2 separate regions of the Mus musculus genome follow, and region 2 is linked to region 1. The links are chromatin contacts, called in public HiCAR-type maps. All regions are on one chromosome and are shown on one strand. Each heading gives the region's core, a stretch centred on a gene start, on an enhancer-like site or on the middle of the called end of the contact. The rest is flanking DNA. Distances are from core to core; before and after follow the strand shown. Region 1 holds the start of Mindy3 (MINDY lysine 48 deubiquitinase 3). Region 2 overlaps Cubn (cubilin (intrinsic factor-cobalamin receptor)).

Evidence for each region. HiCAR-type assays count read pairs that join an accessible place to other places.
Region 2: a contact with region 1 is called in a HiCAR-type map of astrocytes, with 2.6 times the contacts expected there. The contact joins the enhancer-like site here to the promoter of Mindy3 in region 1. A contact is called at or near these places in 2 of 484 Hi-C or Micro-C datasets (CD4 T cells and spermatogonial stem cells) and 2 of 115 datasets of contacts at active chromatin or transcription factors (astrocytes and pancreatic cancer cells).

Annotation. Positions count from the first base shown.
Region 1 is chr2:12,416,619-12,422,676 of GRCm38.p6, reverse strand. Mindy3 (MINDY lysine 48 deubiquitinase 3) reads left to right here and starts at 3,217. Exons shown (of 15, transcript NM_024185.4): 1 at 3,217-3,518. The coding sequence starts at 3,425. It also overlaps the pseudogene Gm13321.
Region 2 is chr2:13,396,434-13,402,491 of GRCm38.p6, reverse strand. All of the region lies in intron 28 of Cubn (cubilin (intrinsic factor-cobalamin receptor)), which reads left to right. Among named protein-coding and RNA genes, the nearest start is that of Cubn, 92 kb to the left of the region's middle. Within about 2 kb of position 2,826, at least 137 of the 459 cell types and tissues checked have an H3K27ac peak or open chromatin away from gene starts, as enhancers often do. A contact at or near this core is called in astrocytes and pancreatic cancer cells, where this site is marked.

The DNA.
Region 1 (6,058 bases), core at 1,968-4,467:
CAAATGCAAGAGGAATCCAAGAGGCCATGGGGGGGGGGGGGGGTTGAGAGAGGGAGTGGAAAAAAGATTCAAATATAGTATGGTGATTTGTCTGAGAATGGCTCACACGGGGTGGTGCATTTGAAAATTTATACGCACATGGTGAAAATACTTGGAAGGCTTACGAGGTATGGCCTTATTGGAGGAAGTGTGTTACAGAAGGAAGGCTCTGAAGGTTTAGAAGACACATGTTCACAGTGTTCTCTCTGATTCTGCCTGCACTGTGAGAAGTGATCTCTCAGGTGTCCCTGATGCCATTATTTTACTCCAACCATCAGGGGCTTTAACCCTCTGGAACTTTCAGCCCAAGTAAACACATTCCTCTATAAAGTTGCCTTAGTCATGGTGCTTTATCACAGCAATAGAAAAGCAATTAAGACATAGTATTCGTTATGAAATTAAATATGTATATATATTTAAATTGAACAAAAGCATGCTTTTAAAATACAGCCTTTTCTCTCTGTATTGCTAGATATCGGATCAGCTATGTAATAACTATCATTATACCACTGGGAAAAACAAATATAATATTGAATTATTAAATGAATATATACATATACATACACACACACACACACACACACACACACACATACATCTATTTATGTATATATTCTGCCCTCCGGCCTCTGGTGAAGCCCAAGATCGTCAAAAAGAGGACCAAGAAGTTCATCAGGCACCAGCCAGACCGATTCGTGAAAATTAAGTAAAACTGGCAGAAACCCAGAGTCATCGATAACAGGGTGCGAAGAAGATTCAAGGGCCAGATCCTGAGGCCCAACATTGGTCACCGGAGCAACAAGAAAACCAAGCACGTGCTGCCTAGCGGCTTCCGGAAGTTTCTGGTCCACAATGTCAAGGAGCTGGAAGTGCGGCTGTGTAACAAATCTTACTGTGCTGAGGTTGTTTGCAGCGTGTCCTCTAAGAACCGAGGAGCCATCGTAGAATGAGCAGCACAGCTGGCCATCAGAGTCACCAATCCCATCGCCAGGCTACGCAGTGGAGAAAATGAAGAGATGGCTTGTGTGCATGTTTTGGGTTAAAATAAAATCACAAAAACTGCAAAAAAAAAATTACACCTTCCGTTTGAGATATGTATGTCTTAAGAGTTGGCAAAGCTGGAATGTTGGTTTGTCACAGGAAGTAAATTTTAGTCCTAACTTTCAGTATATGTTTCACTCCTTTGATTAATACTTATTTTATTATAATATTTCATGCATCTGCATTTTAGGAAAAAAGTAAATAACTCTCTGCAATTGTAAGGATACCATGGTCATAGAGAGTTACAGATGAAGTACTGTGAAATTTCACAAGTTATTGTTGGTTTAGACTGTAATGACTGAAGAAAGCTTTATGTAAAATAACATGCATATTCTGTCTTATAAAATAGCTAAGATTCACTGTATAAAATTAGGTTAAAGAAAACTCTAGGACCAATAAAATAGCACATTAGTAGATTAACACATAAAACAGATTAATGAGTTTGATGCCTAGCCTGAAACATGCCTTCCATCCTCAGGAATGAAAGACCCCATTACCTCAGGTTTTCCTCTTATACTACATGTGTGCCATGCTATGCAAAAACCCATATGTGCAAGTGTGTTTACACACACACACACACACACACACACACACACACACACACACACACAGACACACACACACAGACACACACACAAATAAATAAATGTAATTTTTTTTTTTTTTTTTGAGACAGGGTTTCTCTGTATAGCCCTGGCTGCCCTGGAACTCACTTTGTAGACCAGGCTGGTCTTGAACTCAGAAATCCATCTGCCTCTGCCTCCTAAGTGCTGGGATTAAAGGTGTGTGCCATCATGCCTGGCATGAATGTAATTTTTTAAAAAATAATATAGAGAATACAAGAGACATTTTTAAAAACTCATGAGGAAGGCCGTGGTCACAACAGGTATTTTTAGCAATCCCCTGGTACTACAGGGAAGAATGCTTTAAAAAAACTATACATTAGGAAACCCTTGTTTTCAAACTGGGTGATTTAAAATGAGTTCATTTATCTTAACTAGTTAACGTGGAACAAGATAAGATATCTGTATTTTGAAATCAGCAAACTATGTGTCTTGAAAAATTACTATATTAAATAGCAAGGTGCCTAAAATGTGAGTCATTGGTGTTGCATCAAATTGCCACAAAATATCTTAATGAATAAAATATCCCTTGTTTTGTGAATATATTCCATATGCCAGAAAGGACCTGGATCCTTTTACACATTTTTTTTCTTTTATACCTCACAATATGTGTAATGGTGATAAGTGTATGGCAATTACTAATTTAGGGAACAACAATCAAAGGTGGAGTGAAGCTAACTTGATATTCAGCATGGAAGAGTCTGGGGTTTTCATGACTCAGAGTCCGACTTCCAAATAAGTATGAAATACTGCATTCCAGAAACAAATAAGCAAACAAACACCCCAATGTCCACAAACTTTTATAATGCACATTTGCCCTTTCCATTCCTAATTGTCAAAGCCAACCAATGAAAATTCTTTTTTAAATGCCACAAATAGTTTTCATACTAAGTATAATGGAATGTTAATCCTTGAATAAAACCTGGGTCTTTAATCCCAAGTACTGCCAACATAGGGGCCTTAAAATTTCGATATGAAATCTGTGCTATTTATCAATTGGTTGGTTTAGGTCAGCTTAGCCCCAGTTAGCTTTGTAATGTGTTATACCTGTAGAGGTATTTTAAATACACAAATGCATTTACAGGTGTAACTAGCTAATGACTTGGTTGGATTTTTTTTTTTTTAAGGTTTATCAAGAGACTGAGGAAGGCAACTTTCAACTCAAGGGTATAGCCCATCCTCTTATAATTCTAGCTTACATAATATTCTAGATTTCAAGGACCAGGTAACAGCAAAAGCCTCAAAGCCTGCTACAAAAGTAGAGCAGAAATCAATTTTTTAAAAAAGGTTAAGAAAAAAAGTAGAGCAGAGTCCAGGAGAGGAGGTCTCAGCCCCCTGGTAGGGCAGTGCAAAAGTCAATAGTCCAACTATCCCCAAACAGGACAGCTCCCAAAAAAAGCCAAAGTCTCCTAGCGTTTAGAGACTCTCTCTCCACTTCTGCTTCCGGGGAAGAGATTTTTTTTTTTTCTCCCAGCCCTCCGCGGGGGCGGGGCTAAAGGAAGCCGGAAGTCAGGCCGCTTCCGGCAGGGGAAACTCCTAGTTGCCGCTTCGCCCGGCTTGACAGGCGGTCTGTGCCGGCAGTGTGCTGCCCTCACCCATCTCGACCTCCCGTTCGCGTCCGACCGCTGCCGTCCCGCTGCCCTTTTCTCGAGCCTCCCCTTCCCTATGTTCCGGGACCGGAGTCCGAGAAGCAAAGACCCACTTCTTGTCCAGTTCCCATCATGTCCGAAGTGACCAAAGAGCTGCTGGAGCTGGTGTGGGGCACCAAGAGCAGTCCCGGACTGTCGGACACCATCTTCTGCCGCTGGACGCAAGGTACCAAGGCAGGGCTCCGTTCCAGCCGCTCAGCTTGGGCTCCGGGAGTCGGGCCAGGACGCCTCTTTCGGTCCCATTACCCCCGCTCCACCATCTCGCCCCGACCCCATCACCTCGGGTACCTGGCGCTTGGCCCCAATGCCCATTCTTCACCAGTACCCGTGCTTGGTCCCAGTAACCACGCTTTAGGCACTCGGGGCACCCGCGTTCTGTCCCAGTAGCTCCAGCCCCTCCGGTCCCCTCACTCCTTCCCTGTGCTCGCGCTTAGTATCCCGGCTTCAGTCCCTCTAGTATCCGCACTCTTTCCCCGTACCAGCCCTTGGTCCCAGTACCCCAGCTGCGGCTGCTCGGCTTCCCGCACTCGCTTTCTTTCCCTGTACCGGCGCTTGGTACTAGTACAACTCTAATCTTCCGGTACTCGCACTCTTTCCTACAGAGTTTGATCCCAGTACCCCTGCTCTGACCACTTTCGGGACTCTGCGCTCAGTTCTAGATCCCGGACTTGATTCCAATAACCCGGCTCAGACACCTCGGGTACTCTGTGTTAGGTTCTATTGCCATTGCTCTGGCCTGTTGGATACCCAGAGCTAGTACCCCTGCTCCAATTAGTGGTTCTCAGCCATCCTAATGTTGTGACCCTTTTATGCAGCTCCTCATGTTGTGGTAACCCCTAATTATAAAAGTATTTTGTATAAAAGTACTTCATAACTGTAATTTTGCTACGGTTACGTAGTAATATAAATATCTAATATGCGACTCCCAGGGGGTCGCGACCCACAGGTTGAGAACCATTGCTCTAAATGGCTTTTGATGAGGAAGAGTTTGAGTGAGAGAGTGTTTACCAAAGAACGCAAGTGCCTCTGCCACTCTGGGCTAACCTGCTGCAGGAGTGAAAGGGGAGGGGCCCTGGGACTGCAATGTGTGATACAAAGAGGGTGCCACTGTTAAGATCATTACATCTCCAGCCTTCGAGTGAGCTTTAAGTTATCGTCAGTGTTTGGAATGTTTTTTGGATGGGTGGTGGGAGGGTGGAGATCTAGGTGAGTAATACGGGAAAGCAGTTTCATGTTGTAATTAATGTGGTTAGGTGTGGTGCTCTGAATGGAAACACAGTGTTGCTTGCTGCTAGATTGTTCCCTTGTCTTCAAGTATCCCTGATTTTGTGATGGCATCTGATATTGTTGGTTACATTCTTTAAAGGAATATGGATCACAGCCCTTCCTCTGCTAGTCTAATGATGCTCAGAGCTACTCTTAGAGGGCAGTGATAAATGTTGCTGTCGATAGTCTTTTGGGATTATGGGAGTAGTCATAGGGCACGGACTTCCTGCATTAGTAAAGTGGCTTGATTTTTGTGGTCGATAACTGCATTGAATTGACAGCTGTAACCTCAGTCTTCGGAAAATAAGATGCAGGTATAAAATGGTTTGTAGAGCAAAGGTACACTCAGAGAGTTTGCATTTGTGAAGTTACATTTGTAAAGCTACTATGTTGCTTTGCTTTGCTTGTTAAAATAAGCCAACCCAATAACACATAGTTGTTAGTTTTTCATTGATGGACGGTTTCAGTTAACTCTTTGGAAATTCACTTCAGCTAAAGAAGTATGCATTTTGGGTTATTTCTGAGCAATTCTTATTTAAGTATTTGCTTTAATTTTTTACTTAAAATCATATGTATATGAATGTTTTGCTTCTTTGTATACATGTGCACCACGTGCATACCTTGTGCCTACAGAGGCCAAAAGAGGGCACTGGAGTCCCTGGAACTGAAGTTATGTATGGTTGTGAGCCTGCATATGGATGTTGGGAATAGAACCAGGGTCCAATTCACAAGCAGTCAGTGCTTTTAGCCACTGTGCCATCTCTCCAGATCTCCAATTTTGTTTAAAATCAATAATCCCTTTAATAAAAGGCTTGAATTGAAGTTATTTTTGCTTTTTAATAAGGTCTTACCATGTAGCTTTGTCTGGCCTTGAACTCACAGAGATCTACCTGCTTTGACCTCCTGGGTGCTGGGATAAAAGACAGTGCCATGTCTTGCAGCTCCAAACTGACGCTTTTTAGTTTGACAATTTGGTTTTTTGTTTCCGTTTTCCCCTGGTTTGCCTACCTTGTGAAAATGAGTTTTCACTTTTTCAGTTCATTGGCAGCACTTGCTCTTTTCCTGTAAAACACACTGGTGTCCTGAGTCCTGGCCGCCAAAGCCTGGGCTGGCAGAGCAGACGTCAAGCACCTGCAATGGTTATTAGGTGAAGGGACAGAGAGTCCTGGAAACACTTGAGTCCCTGGAGGGAGCCATGTAGGTATCTGAAGAAAGTGTTCCATACGCAGGGCCTCACCCCTGTACAAATCTTGGTGTCTAATGTTCCTTGGACTTTTGGTTCAGTGTGGCTGGGGGGAGGGGCGCAGTGGGAAGGGGGCAGGAATAAACATTCTAAAAGTAATATGGTCATTCATATAAGCCATTAAAAGGGCATTGACCCACATTCTGAATGAAATAAGAATTTCACTGAAAGGTTTGGAGCAAAAGAGACAGAGGTTC
Region 2 (6,058 bases), core at 1,577-4,076, 980 kb before region 1:
ATTGTCAATTGTAGATCCTTTATTTATCAAGATGAAGGCTTTTCTATTTGTGATACAGTTTTATATACCAACAAACCCACTATAACTTGAAAATATCTAGAATCATGTCATGTGTCTAACTTAACAAATATCATTACTAGCCTAACCTACTTTAAACATTCTCTAAAACACCTAGATAACCTACAATTGGTAAACTCATTGAACATAAGGCCAATTTATAAAGTAGCAAAAAGTATTTCATATGAAATTAAAAAATTACAAATATGTTTTCTCTTGATTGCTTATCACATTCAATCATCTGAAGGTAAGAAGTGTCTTTCTCTGTAAGAACGTTAGATGCTCTTCTGATATGATTTTTTTGTTAAAATCTAAATGTAGACTTCTCCATATTTAAGTACTAGTGGCAATACACTGGGCTACTGGTAACTTGAAATACATATGATGATTCTCAATAGTAAATGAGACATGTGGTCAATCTTGCAGAGTTCCTGGATGTTCTTCTTCATCACGTGAGTTTTACACTTACAGTGGTTACTTTATTAATTGACCTAATTAAAGGATTTAGTTGATTTCTCTCCCCAGTATATTATGTTTCCAGTGTTCTGTTGTTCAACAATATTTTGATTCTAAGTAATCTAGAGATGGTCTGAAAAGACAGAGAGCAAACAGGAAAAATTTGAAAAATAGCCCAGACTATCAATGCCTGGGAATACTCCTGAGAACAGTGTTTGTCAGTTGTTTATATTCACAGAACAGCTAAGGTTCTCCTTATCTTGTATTTAGTTTTGCAATGCCTAGAACTCAAAACCAGGACCCCACACATGCTAGGCAAGTACTCTAATGATGAGTTATATCCTTAGCCCTCACTGGCAAATCTTGTAAATATGGAGTAGTGAGGCACACCCACTGGAATTTCTAAGACTATCTCTGGACGATAAGGTTGCTATTACACGTAACTCAGTTTTAGGAGCAAGGCAAAATGGCATTGCATTTGGTCAAGTAAAATGGTAGAAAGACAGAATTCTGAGATTCCAGAGAATCCTGCTAAGGAGTTCAAATCACATATGATCCTAAGTAAGTTTAAATGGCACCAGATGGCAGCCAGGTTCCTGAAGGAAACAACGTTCTGCTTCAAAGATTTAAAGGGCCTAAGCATGGGAAGTGTCTTGGGCCAAAGGCCTCAGAATGTGGTCCTCAGTCCTAGGTATACATAGGAATTGTCTAGGAGTTTAAGCACAAGAGAACCCTGAGAGATAGAATTCTATTGGTCATGTTTGGCCATTGCCACTTTAGGTCCCGTCCTAAGCGATGCAGCCTGCAGTCAGGGTGGAAGAATGAAGAGATGCTGGCGGTACTTTTGCTAGCTGATCTCTTTATTCAAGAAGCTGCTCACCCTCCCCTCCAGGCTGTTCCAGCCGTTCTGGCTAGAGCTTGCTTGATGGGATGGTCATCACTGGCGACACTCAACTTACTGGATAACTAACTGGGTTCTTCTAGCCAACATGCCAAACCCTCTGTTGAAAGCTCTAAGGTTTTGTTGAGCCAAAATTTTTCTTTCACTTATTTTTGGAATATGTCTTCTTTCAAGAGAGTCAAAGACACCCTCTGTCTATTCTCTTTTCCTGTTTACCATTGCAAAATTTTCCCCCGTTTGCTGAAAATTTGCTAAGTTCAGAGCCAGAGTTATGTAACAATATTTTACTAATTAGGACAAAACTTAAAAAACAATTTTGACTCTGTACTGTCCACTGTATGTAGATGCTATTTGACAATAATCTTCTGGAAGGAGATCATGGGCAGTAAAATCAATACAAAATGAACTGCTATGGCATGTCATCATCATGCTGCATTAGTACATCTTATGTTCTATATCTGACCTATGTAACTTGGGATGACTTGAGAAGAGGAGGAGTTAACAGAGTAAACATCAGGCAGAAAGTCTTCACTGAGAATGGTACCTTGATTAGTTATTAGAGGAAAACTCAAGACTAAGCTGTCATTCTTCTGTTTATTAAAGCTATAGGTTTAATGTTTCTATACTAGATACCATGCTATGTATGACTAGGGATACTGAAATGGCTTAGTTCCCACATCCACTGCAATAAAGGGAAGGCAATCAGCATGCAAATAAATATGCACAATCAAATCTTATTAGGGACGAGGGAACACACAGAAAGAGATTGGATAAGATTGGAGCAGGCAGGGAAGTCGTCTATGAAATTGCAACCTCTGAACTAACACCTGAAAATTAAGTAAGTGCTATTTGGCCAAATAGGAGAAGAGAAAGGAAAGACCCCATGATACAAAGAATCGGGGAGCAAGAGATTCAAGACCAAAAGCTAAATTTCTAGAGGAAACTAGTAAGTCCAGCAGCAACTACCACAACTGGCTTCATGAGACACAAACTCAATTCATAGTGGTCACAGTGTCTTCCTCTCTGCAAGTCCTTTATACTTCATGCAAACAGGTCTGGGGTAGGATGCCCAAGGATGGAGAAGCACGATAAATTGTGGGTCTTAAAATACAGGATGCAATACAAAATACACACTAAACAGAGTTATGACTCACTAAACAACAGGGTCATGTTTCAAGCAATGCCTTGTTGTTAGCCCATTTCATCATTGTGAGCATAACGGAGAATTCCCACACGTACTAAGATTGCTACAAGGTCACCTGCTAATCTGTGGGGCTGCCCAGGTTTGTGGTGCCCATCCATGACTGAGCTTCATTCTGCAGCATGTGACTCTCAGTCTCCCTATGCAGAACTGATATTGAAGCCCTCTCCCCTCTGGCTCCTTTCCACATGATGCTATAAGAACTCAGCAAACGCTTGCTAGCAGAGCCTGGACTTGACAATGATGTCATATCCTGAGCACTGTGGCTCAGGAGCCCCTACACACTTCATTCATTTTGCTCAGTGATAAATAAATCCGTTTACCCAGTGTGCCTTTTTGTCAACAGCACAGATCTTCTCTTTACTTGGAGAAAATGGATCTACAAGTGAGCTTTCTCCGTGGGTCCATTTTGTAGATGCAAAATAAAGCCCACACTGCAGTGCCTTTATGCAGATCTTCAAAGAGAATCCCACCCTGGAAATAAGGAAATGGCCACAGTCGCTCTGCCCAGCTAATCAGTTCACAGGATTCAGCATTGACATGACAGTATTGTTCAGAAGCTGAATTCTATCCTGGGAGCCTTGGTCTGGGCTGCTGAAGGGTATATAGAACTTCTCATAAATTGTGTGAATAGGAGCCTCCCAGCCAGCTGCACACACCCCTCCTCCCTTTCCCTCCGGCTCCTTCCAGCCTCCTCTCACTTGGCAGTGGACTATAGCATGCAAACAAGGTCAAGGAGCTTTGTGGGCAGAGAGTGACATTTGCAAAGGCAGCGGGCACTTCAGCTAGGGACCCAGCAGGGGAAGAGCTAAATGGCATGTGATCAGGAGGTGATGTCACCATGGACTTCCACAAAGGAAAGTGTGGCCTTTTCTTTGGGGAGATAGATGACATCATCCTCCCAGATGGGGGCCACCCCATTCTCTTTTCTTTTTAGTTGTTAATGAGATTTCTGCGACTCTAGACTCTAGGGTTTTAAAAGTTTGTTTGTAAGAACATTTTAAAACATTTTTAAGACCTTCTATGAGTGACTGGGTTCAAAAGATAATGCCTTTCTAGCTAACTGGACTTTCAGCCCCCGCACCAAGGGCTTCTCAAATGTTCACTTTCGGAATGCTGGCCAGGAGCTTATACAGTGTCAAGCCTCATTCCAGATCTTGGGGGCAGTCAATAGTGTGTGGCTACTATTGGTCTTTCTGGGGAGGTTCTTCTAATTTGACACTTTTATTTGTTTTTGTGACTTTGAGTTGTAAGCTTGGGTTTCTGTAAGCACTCAAGTTTTTAATACTGTCCGTTTCTTAGGGAATTGGCAGGGTAGATGCAGAGGGACAGCTCACAGCATCTATGATCCCTGTCTTAAAAAGAAAACTTCTTATTTAAATTATATAGATAACAAGCATCGTGGCATAGTACAGGCACATGCAGTGCCCAGGAAATATCTCAGTATCAAATGCTATGAATAAAAAATTAGAAGATATCTTGAAAGGCTCTGTAGGAAGCCAGCTGATAGTAAACAAAAGGTTTAAAAACACTAAGCAAAGCATGTGATAGAAATTAAGTCACGGCTGGCTGTCCAACTGATAAAAGACAAATGCAAAAAAGGCTAATAGTTTTTCCTGTCACCAGGGAAAAACCATAGATAGATTTTTTTTCTCTGTTTCTAGGGATGGATCTCAAGGGATTTGGGTGCAGAGCAAGCCCTCCATGACTCTGCTACATTACATCCCCAGTCCCCAGAGATGGATTTTTATTTTGAGCTATAGGACTCTAGATATATAAGGTAATGCAGTGCCTTGCACAGAGGGACATTTTGTAGTAATAGCATAGGTACTGGGGCTATCTTTTACAGGCACACAGAAACAATGATCTGAAGGCACCATCGAAGAAATAGTTCAGCAATTAAGAGCACTGGCTGCTCTTGCAGAGGACCTAGGTTCAGTTCCCAGCACCCATTGGCATGGTACAACAATCTATAACTACACGTCCAGTTGATCCAGTGCTCTCTGGCCTCTGTAGGTGCCAGGCCTACACATGATACACAGACATTCCTACAGGCAAAACACATACACATAAATTTAAAAATAAAACCACACATGCATATACATACACATAGGCACGAATACACAGAAATGCACACAATGAAACAGGGACAGAGCTAGAGTGACTTGTTGGTGATACAGACAGCACTATAACAAATTCTAACACAGAAATGCTACATTTTCTTTTCCTGGTACTTTCTCCAAAGTTACAGTGTGGAAATCATATTATTTAGGTTTTCATATTTGAATATTATTTTGAGAGCTTTATAATTATTTCATGATCACTCTTTTGGGTCTGTCTCGAGCCATATTTCTTCATGGTGTTTACAACGAAAGCAATTTCATGAACTGTGGTCAGGAAAGATCCAATCAATAAAACTGGCCTATGTATCACCTGCTCCGGGAGAGCCCTACCTCTCAGATGGTGATGGACTTACTCTTAGGGTGGCACTTCCTGTTAAGCTGTGACATTGCAGAGAGGAGCGCACACAGGAGCTCCTCTGCCTCTAAAGGGCCCTCAGTCATGAACAAGGTGCAACTCGCGCATGCACCAAACCTGTAAGCAAGTCATTGGAAAAGATGAAAGAAAAGATGGAGTCCTGCCACTGTTTTATGATTATAGTATGACATAAATTCTGTTTGGTTTGGACAGAGATTTAAGGAAATTTGAAGCAGAAACCACTAGTTGTGTTCAAGCACAAAAGTAGCTGTTTAACAGCTCACTAAGTCTCCCCTCAGACTTTTGCATACTGTACACATAAATGCGTGTTTCTATTTTGCCCACTTTGATATTTTGGACTTCTGTGTTTGTGCTACTTGAAAACATTTTTAGGGATGAAGATTAGAAATGAATACTGCTTTAGTATGGAGATAAGTTCAAAGTTTTGATTATGATCCTGTAACTGACTTGATTTTTGGCAAATTCTCAGTTGTAGCTTTGTTCTGAATGAATGATGCTAATTTAAAAAAAAATCTGTTTACCCAGGCAGATAACAGTGCCTGCCTCTATTTCCAGATGTTAAGGGGGCCAAGCAAGAGACTCACTTGATCATGGGTTTGAGATTAGCCTGAGCAATATAGAGTGACCTTGTCTCAAAAACAAAGAAATCTGTTTGCCAATAATCCTGCTGTTGGAATAATTTTCTCAAAAACAGTTTTGTAGCTCATTTTGCCTCAGGCTCAAGAGTTTTCATGGCAAGTTCTGTGAGCAAATGCAACGGAGAGCATGTGCAGATCTTTCACAAGACACGGAAAAGGGAGACCTCTATTTTATTTACATTTGTTTTTTGCCTCCTTGACAACAACAGTAAATACACATACACACACACCCATAAAGTTGACCTTCACTTAGCATTGGCTCTACGTATGTGGCCAGAGCCTTTGGGACCTTATGTCCCAATTCCC